Regions from separate parts of the Mus musculus genome. Here regions 2 and 3 are each linked to region 1. Evidence: chromatin contacts called from public promoter capture Hi-C data. All regions are on one chromosome and are shown on one strand. Each heading gives the region's core, a stretch centred on a gene start, on an enhancer-like site or on the middle of the called end of the contact. The rest is flanking DNA. Distances are from core to core; before and after follow the strand shown.

Region 1 (2,866 bases), core at 233-2,732:
CCAATGGGTCATATGCTGCAACTTCTAAGCCTGTGAACCAAAATCAACCTTTCTCCTCGTGTGTTCATTATCTGAGGTATCCATTACATAAGTGTCTCTGAAAACTCTGAAACCAAATCTAAAAACCAATGCAGTGCAGCAACCTGGGTGAGAATATGGAGGGATAAGGTGAAAAGGAAAAGGTGAATAAATATAGTGTGTGGACTTTGGCCAATAATAATGTGTTATTTGTCAATGAAAGGAAATCAGTTGGGAGTTATAGACACTTCACACACTGTTTTCTCAATTTTTTCTGTAAATGTACAACTGTTCTAAAAAAAATTAAGTGTATTCAAAAGTGTGGGCAGATGCCTGTAATCTCTGTAATCGAAGCACTCGAGGCAGGAGGCTAACCTGGGCTGCCATGGTCAGTTTCAGACCATTTTGGATACATGGAGACACCCTGTCGTTGTCATCACCATCGTCATCATTATCAAATTTAAAAGTTGCAGTTTTAAAGGCATTAATGAAAGCTTTCTTTTAGAAAAATATGGGTTTGTTTGTTTGTTTGTTTTAACTTGGGAGGAATACTCTAGGCATCATGAATCCATCTCACTAACAAGGGGTTCAGGCATGCATGAACGAGCGCATGTCATTCTTCCCTTCTTTGAAACACACACAAATGGTTGTGTTGTCAAAATCTGGAATGTACGGGGAATTGTTAAGTGTCTCCTCCTATTCACTTCCCAAAGTTAAATTCATACATTTCTTTTCTTTTCTTTTTTTTTTTTTTGGGTGGGGGTGGGGGTGGGGGTCAAGACAGGGGCTCTCTTTGTAGCCCTGGTTATCCTAGAATTCATTTAGTCTGTAAACCAGACTGGCCTCTAACTCCCAAGCACTGGGTGTAAAGGCGTGCACCAGTCCACAGCCAGGTTTATACTTTCTTTTCCTAAGCTAATTAGGTAGTAAAATCATCAGTGATAACGAACGCACAGCTCTTGGTACAACTAGCTAAACCAGTTTACTCTGAGGATAAATAAATAAAAAAAAAATAAACAGATACATAAATATAAGACCTGCTTCTGGTCATGCAGGGCTCCAAGCCACCAGGTGGAACGTCATCCGGGTCCCGCTCACTTCTGGCTCTGGGGACTGGAAGAGACTGAAGTAAGTCTGGGTTGGACCTGAGGAGGAAGGAACACGGCGAGCTCAGGGCGAAAGGCCCAAAGGCGAGCCGGGGACGCGGCGCTCACGCGAGCTCGCCGTCCCGCGCGCCCGGGCCTGGTTAGCCCTGCCCAGGGCCCGCGGCCGCCTTCGCTGTCCCCACCCGGGTCGCACGGCGGCCGCTCCTCCGCGTCTCCTCACCAGTGCAAACCGCACTCACCCGCGCCGCTCTCCGGGCCGGGTCACTCCTCTCCCTGGAGCTGCTCCGCGGGGTAGGTCCTGAGCAAGCAGCCGGCACCACAGTCTCCCCGCCCAGCAGTCTCCGGGAGCTCCGGGCCCTCCGCCGAGATTTCTCTGGGACCAGCCCTGGGATTGGCTCTTGCCAAACTCCATCCTCCAATGGGAACTTCAGGATTCTTGACGTCACTGATCACTGGGCAAATCCCCAGGCAGCGGCCAAAGAGGTGAAGCGGCCGGGCCCGAGAAAAGGAAAGTGAAATCGGAAGCGGCCAGTGCGTCACGGTTGTCTTCCAGCTGCTGAGGTCGCGCGAGGCCTCGTGTAGGTTAGGGTGCTGAAGCCCCCATAGCTTTCGAGACCCCATTTCTGATTCCCTGCGGTTAGGGGTGGGCTGGGGTGTCTGCAAGGGCTGGGTTTTAGATGGGGTTTCCTCCTCAGGGCCTGCCTCTAACTAAGATCAGACCAGTCTATCAAGTTTTTCCAAGATCCATCACAAATATCATTTTCGAAGCTCCTGGCTAGGATGAACCATTTTTGACAACTAGCCTTCCTTACACAAGGCAGGTGCTGTTCCTGCTGTACAGAACAAAGTAAACACACATACACATTCCACACTCCACCCCACACCACAGTGATAGTTCAGTGGGTAAAGATGCTTGCCACCAAATCAGATGACTGGCTTTCAAATCCCATATCCCCCACATGATGGGACATGAGAACATCTATTCTGGTTGTCCTCTAAGCTCCACAAGCACATGCACTCTCCACCTACGCTAAATAAATAAATGCAAAACATTTAAAGATCCTGGCGCTAGGGAAACCGAGGCATTAGAGTTCAATACCAGCCTGGGCTACGAAGGGGGAATTTGTTGAAAACTGAGAAAAACTACAGAACCTGCAATATCTGGTACTGAGGCCCTCTACAGGAGCTTTGAGAGCCTCCTGCAGCTCCACAGCCAAGGACTCGACCACGCCCACTAGCCTGAAAGCCCTTTTTGCACACAGCTTTCTGCTCTGCAGGAAATCCACAGTTCCTGCTACTTCCAAAGAAGTAGTCCGAGCTGCAGGAGGGCTCCGAGTCCTAAGTCCTAACATTTCACCAACATATGGGGAGTGCTTTTGAGTTTCCTGTGAGCTGTTGTAGGGGGTGGAGCGGAGTTCTGGATGCCTGTGCTCTGGACTTTGATCTCAGCACACCCTAAAATCACTAGATACCTGCTCTTTCAGTTGATATTGGGGGTGGGAGCTTTGTTTTGTTTTGTTTAGAGACAGAGTCTCACTATGTAGCTCTGGCTGTCCTGGAACTCGCTCTGTAGACCAGGCTGCCCATATTCAGTACCGGTTCTTCCCACTCTGCCTGCGTTTCCCTTATATCTACAATAAAAATCTTCTCCATACTTAAGGAATAGTCACAGGGAGTACCTCAACGATGGTCAGAGCCAAGGAATGCTGCCAAAAAAAAAAAAAATCATATTACACAACAGA
Region 2 (2,866 bases), core at 119-2,618, about 21 Mb after region 1:
GTGTAGCCCCGACTTTCTTGGGACTCACTCTGTAGAACTGGCTGGCTTCGAACTCCAGAGATTGCTTGGCAAGCTTACTGGCTCCTCCCCTTTGAGATTTGTGAGGTGGCTAAGGAAAATGTCAAGCAAACGCTCCTCATCATGTTCTCAGTAGATGTTAACTTACGTTCAAGGAAGAACAACAAAACAAGCGACTTTGTAGTCACAGATTCATTTCTATTTTTAGCTCGGTCACTACCAGCTCTCTTCCTTGCTGCCACAAGAAAACGTCAGCTGTTTCTTAGGCTGCTTCATAATGCTTGATTGATTCCAACATATCTTAATTTTTTTTTCCTTCTGAAGTTCATCTAAGGCATATACATGTGTTGTTCTGCGTACTTCCTTTCCCTTGTATTTTGCATTATCAACGAGGTAATGAGCTCCTTTAGGTTAAGGTTAGCGCTCTCTCTCTCTCTCTTTCTCTCTGTGTGTGTGTCTGTGTGTGTGATGGACAGTATCTGTGTGTTATGTGTGTAGGTGTTGTATAGGTTGTCTATTTACACAGACTCTAATAAGTACAATAGTACTGTGTATCTATTTTCCCCTAAAGGAAACATTTTCTCTTGAAAGTACAGGAAACCTCAGAAGACTGGGGAATTGAGAAAACTTAACAAAGGCTTGTCAAGAGGCAATATAAGGGAAGCGGGTTTTATGTTGTCTTACTGTTTGAGGAGATACAACCCAGGGGGAAGCATGCCAACTGGATTGCATCCACAGACCAGAAACATAAATAGATAAATGTTAGTTCGCTTCTTCTTTATTTAGTCGGGAAATCCAGGCAATGAGGTGGCGCCGCTTATATTTTAGTTGGGTCTTCGCTCCTCAATTAAACCTTGAAACACCCGCATAGACGCATCCATGGGTTTTACCTACATGATGCTAAGTTCTGTGAAATTAACAATATTAACCATCATATTCTGGCTAAAGAAATCTGGTATTGCTTCCTGGGTCTCGTGGCTGCGTACACCACACAGTTGACATGCGTCCTGATTGGCCTTGAATGCAGCATGAACTACTAACCCGTCTCAAACGCTGTGCCACTTCGCCAATGTGACATCCGAGTTGTCGTTGCTCTGTAATTGGGTTAATTTTTTTGGTATGGTCAGACTTTTAATTTTCTATCCGCCATGAGTAAATCCAAACGTTTTCTTAGGGTTATAAAACAGGTTTCTCTGTTGGCAGGATTGGCGGATCCAGGTTGTGCGCTAGCCGGACGCAGGCGTAGACCTCCAAGAGCAACGACGAGTGCAGGCTAGAGGAGCCTAGGGGGGCGGGGCGAGGGAGGCGGAAGTGGACCGGTCCCGGCGGCCATTTTGCCGTGAGACAGCAGGAGTTAGGCGCGATGCTTTCCACTGCTGCTTACCGAGACGTGGAACGAGAGCTGGGAATGGGGCCTCACGGCTCCGCCGGCCCTGTGCAGCTGCGGTTTTCGCCTTATGCCTTCAACGGAGGGTAAAAGCCTGGGCCTGCTGCCCTCACCTGGGTCGAGCCTGGGGTCGCGACGGGCGGGTGTGGGAATGGCAGGGATGTAGCCTGCAGCCCAGCACTCAGTTGTGCATGGACGCCCTCGGTGCCGTTTGCTCCAGCAACCGGGCTCCCACCTCAATCTTCCGCCCTATGGCCTGTTGTTTGGTAGGGCTTGAACACGTTTCTAAAGCCAACGGGCGAACATGAAGTTATGATTTGTCTTGGTTGTTAGACGAGTAGCTGTTTCTGTCGCTGGGCCGCCTGATCACTTGTTGTTTTAAGAGGAAACTAACATGATTAACCAGACTTAATTTCAGGGATGAAAGTGAAGGTTGTTTTGTTCTGCTCTTGAGACGTAGCCTGCTGGGCAAGGTCTACTGAGCTGCATCCACAGCCTTAGGCAGTCGGACCCTTGTGTGTGTTTATTTTTACTCTCAAATTACTTTAGCATTTTAATTATCCGCTTTATTCGAAGATATTTTTCCTTTGTATTTAGGACCGTTGACAATACAGGGGTATTCTTCATCAAATTAGAAGTTGAAACAGCTAATTATCCAAAAAAGGGGGGCGGGGGGGGGGCTTGTTTAAGAAAAGCAAAACCAGCCAGGCGGTGGTGGAGCACGCCTTTACTGCTAGCAAAGGCAAGTGGGTCTCTTAAGTTCGTGGCCAGTCTGGTCTACAGAGCAAGTTCCAGGACAGCCTGGGCTACACGGAGAATCTTTGTCTCAAGAAAGAAAAGCAAAAACGTTAAATATGGCTTTATGAATGTTGAGCGTTGATCATACAGATAGTGAAAGGTTGATTTTAGTCTTGGTTGTACCTTTTGAAGAGCAATTGTGAATGTACTATGTGGGCTCCTTTCAGTTACTTATAGATTGGGGAAGACTCAAGGTAGGTTTTTTTGTTTGTTTGTTTGTTTGTTTTAATTTCAAGCAGTTAAGTGAATAATTTCATAGTTTTACTTCTTGACTCTTGGCATCTAAACAGCCCAGGCTATAGAGCTGGTGTGAATTAGAACCGGATTTAAATTCATAGCGTTCTCAGCCGAGTCCAGTTTCAGTTTGCTTTTCCAGTATGCTGCTTAATGCTGCACGTGAACACTAAGTACTTACTTTGTAAGATGTGTTAATTTCAAGGTGTTCCGAATGCAGTACTCATGAGTCACTTTTTTTAACCTCCTTTACTTCTTCTTATCCATCACTTTGTTCATAGTTACTTACACCTATCCATTAAATCACTTTTCTCTTTTGTGCCTTTTAGCATTTATTGCAACTAGCCCTGCAAGCAGCCTCAGATTCTACAATATATAAATTTCTCTTTGTAGCTTCCAGGTTTTTGTCACTTGAGGCCTTTATATAAT
Region 3 (2,866 bases), core at 174-2,673, about 20 Mb before region 1:
AAAAGGTGGTCATGCACCGGATATGATGGCACGTGATTGCCGTCCCAGCAACTGGGATTCCGAAGCAGGCGAACTGCTGCACATTCAAGGCCAGCGAGGCTACAGAGACCTTGGCTCAAAAGGACAATAACAACAATAGCCATAGAGCTGCAGCTGGAGTTCTGTGGCTAGTTTATCTAGCACATACAAGGCTATATACAACACCCATTGTAGTGTAGCATACGCCTTAGATCCCAGGTGGAGCTCTGTGAGGTCCAGATCAGCCCGGTCTACATAGTAAATTCCGTGGCTACATAGAGAGACTGTGTCTTTGAACAAGAAAAATAAATAAATAAATAAATAAATAAATGAGGCGTCGTCCCTTCCTGGGAGTGGTGGTTTAAACTCTGTTTAAATCTCTGCTCTGGCCCTAAATGGGAATCCAGACTAAGATTTGAAGCTTTTGATTTCTCCACTGTAGCGTGGGAAAAGCTAGTGTCACCTACCTACCTCACAGGGTTTGGGGTAGGTTCGTTACTGAGCAGCGAGTGAAGGGCTCTGGCATGCGCAACGCACTCAATGTGAGCTCTTATTTATTATTCGCGGTCAGACGGACGCCCTTCCCCCTGACGGTGAGACGAAAAACTGCACCCGAAACTTGTGGGCGGGACTTCAGCAGGTGCAACCACAGCCGCCGGCTGAGGCCCCGCCTCCAGAGCCCCTCCTCCTGATCGTTATCTTTAGTGGCGCGGGAGATACTGGTCCGCGACTCCCTTTCCAGGCAGGTCTGCAAAGAGCAGCCTTCAGAGAGTCTGAATTGGGGCGCGGCCCCTTTAAGAATGCCTAGCGGGCTGCGAGCTGCGGGACAGGAGGCCGCGGCGGGTCAACCGGGAAGCCCCGCCTAGGTAGAGCGGACCGCCGCAGCTAGGGCGCATTGACCAATAAGGATTTAACTTTGCAGCCGCGCCGCTCGTTGACCTTGCGTTTCTCTCTCCGAGTGTCACCAAGAAAAGGAGGCGCGCGGGCGGAATGAAGTGTTGGGGAGGGAGCCCACACCTCTTTGTTGATCTGCTGTTTCTATCATCGACTGGGGAATCTAACTAGAGCAGGCGGGCGAAAGAAGCTTTTAAACTGGTTCAGAATTCTTTGCGTAGACCTGGGAGAAGCAAAAACTTGAATTTCTGATAAGTGATCCGTTAGAGAGGAAGGTGTAAATGAACAAGATTACGAATCCAATTCCTGACAATTCCCTACCAAAACCATTTAAGGAAAAAAGGGTAAACTGAGGCAAGCAGAGTACTAAGACGGTTGCCTCTCCTACCGTCCCAGGAATGCGCTGTCAGATGTGCAAAACCAGAGCCTCCTAGAATGCTTCCCCACGCCCCCTGCTCCGCCCCCAGCCCCCTCCCCCAAGTAATGCGGGTCGGAGGAGGAGACCAAGTTCTGGCGCGGGCGGGGACGACTAGCATTTATCACTTCCAGCAAGTGCCGGAGCTCGGCCCCGCACTGAAGAGGCTGCGGTGCGGGTGGGCGCGGGAGCTGGCTTTGTGGGGACCCCGGGGGGGAGGGGGAGCCAGAAAGCCCCCGCCGAGGCCGTCGCTGCGGGGCCTCCCCTCCCCCCTGGGCGGGCGCCATGCGGGGGGGCTCAAGCGACGCGGAGCGGCGGCAGCGCTGGGGTCGCCTGTTCGAGGAACTAGACAGCAACAAGGACGGCCGCGTGGACGTGCACGAGTTGCGCCAGGGGCTGGCCAGGCTGGGAAGGGGAGATCCGGACCGTGCACAGCAGGTACTATGGGCAGCGACCACCGCGGCAGGATCCGCCCGCGCCGTAACCGGTGCCCCTTAATGCCGCGGCTACGGCAGCCACAGGCTACCTGTTGGCTGGACCCCACCACCTCTGTCTAGGTTCCCTTCCCTCTGTCCACCCGCGTCTGGCCTGACGTCGCGAAACAGGGCTGCCAAGGCTCCAGGCCTGCAGTGGCTGCGGTTGCCAGGACCCAGCGGCCCCTCCCCCCCCCACCGCCCCCTCCCCCACCCCCTGTGGGATGCCTACTGGGGGGGATGGACTGCAGAGCGGGACGCTTTCCCCTCCACGGCCCAGAGCCAAACCCTCCTCTGCTCTGTGCACAATCCGAGGGGTGACCCGCTCCCACCTGCAGCTAACACAACTTCACATCCTTGCTGGAGCACACACAGAGCCCCTAGCCAGCTCTCCTAGTCTCTTATTTACATTTGCTGCCAGCCGGCTCTTTCCCGGACCTGGCCAGTTGCCCCAGGCTGCTCCAGCTAGGGAGTCAGTCCATCTGAGGTCACTCTGCTTCTACTGGGGTCTGACCTGTCTAGGAAGGAATTTGAGGTAGGGGTGCAGTTTAGCAGTAAAGTGCTTTCCTGGCATGTGCAAAGGTCCTAGGTTCTAGCTCCAGTATGGGAGGTGGCAGTGGGGAGCAGCAAAAACTGGCCCTTTCTCCGTGTGACAGGGGACATGGAGCCCCTAGCCTTCCCTAAAACAGACCTATTGCATTTTTGTTGACCTTGAGTCTAAGGTCCAACTTTTGGATAGGAATATAAAGAGGCCCCATGGCTGTTGGGCCTTATATGAACCACGACTGTTTCTAACAGGACAAACACACACACACACACACACACACTCCTCAACAAGACTGCCAAGGAGACAGGATTTTATAAGGAAAATCTGGGTGGGCAAATTTGGGAAACAAGGTAATGAATGAGAGAGAATCAGAGTTCAAGGTCTCGTCCTACAGTACAGAGAATGTGAGGCTAGCCTGGGCTATATGAGACAGGTGTCTCAAAATTGACCAAAAAGTGCCCCCAGGTTGCCACTTCCCAGTACTATGACCTTGAACTGCCTCTGTGACTCTGTAGAGTC

The links. Promoter capture Hi-C pulls out the DNA fragments that hold promoters and counts their contacts.
Region 2: a contact with region 1 is called in a promoter capture Hi-C map of pre-B cells. The contact joins the promoter of Psmb1 here to the promoter of Trim26 in region 1. A contact is called at or near these places in 2 of 39 promoter capture datasets (pre-B cells and second pharyngeal arch cranial neural crest) and 1 of 9 other capture datasets (adipose tissue).
Region 3: a promoter capture Hi-C map of pre-B cells shows a contact between it and region 1, with 4 times the contacts expected there. The contact joins the promoter of Slc25a23 here to the promoter of Trim26 in region 1. A contact is called at or near these places in 3 of 39 promoter capture datasets (cranial neural crest, pre-B cells and second pharyngeal arch cranial neural crest) and 1 of 484 Hi-C or Micro-C datasets (uterus).

What each region holds. Positions count from the first base shown.
Region 1 is chr17:36,835,762-36,838,627 of GRCm38.p6, reverse strand. Trim26 (tripartite motif-containing 26) reads right to left here and starts at 1,482. Exons shown (of 10, transcript NM_001025599.3): 1 at 1,364-1,482; 2 at 1,056-1,163.
Region 2 is chr17:15,496,778-15,499,643 of GRCm38.p6, reverse strand. It overlaps Psmb1 (proteasome (prosome, macropain) subunit, beta type 1), which reads left to right and starts at 1,368. Exons shown (of 6, transcript NM_011185.3): 1 at 1,368-1,491. The coding sequence starts at 1,382.
Region 3 is chr17:57,058,420-57,061,285 of GRCm38.p6, reverse strand. Slc25a23 (solute carrier family 25 (mitochondrial carrier; phosphate carrier), member 23) reads left to right here and starts at 1,423. Exons shown (of 10, transcript NM_025877.4): 1 at 1,423-1,765. The coding sequence starts at 1,613.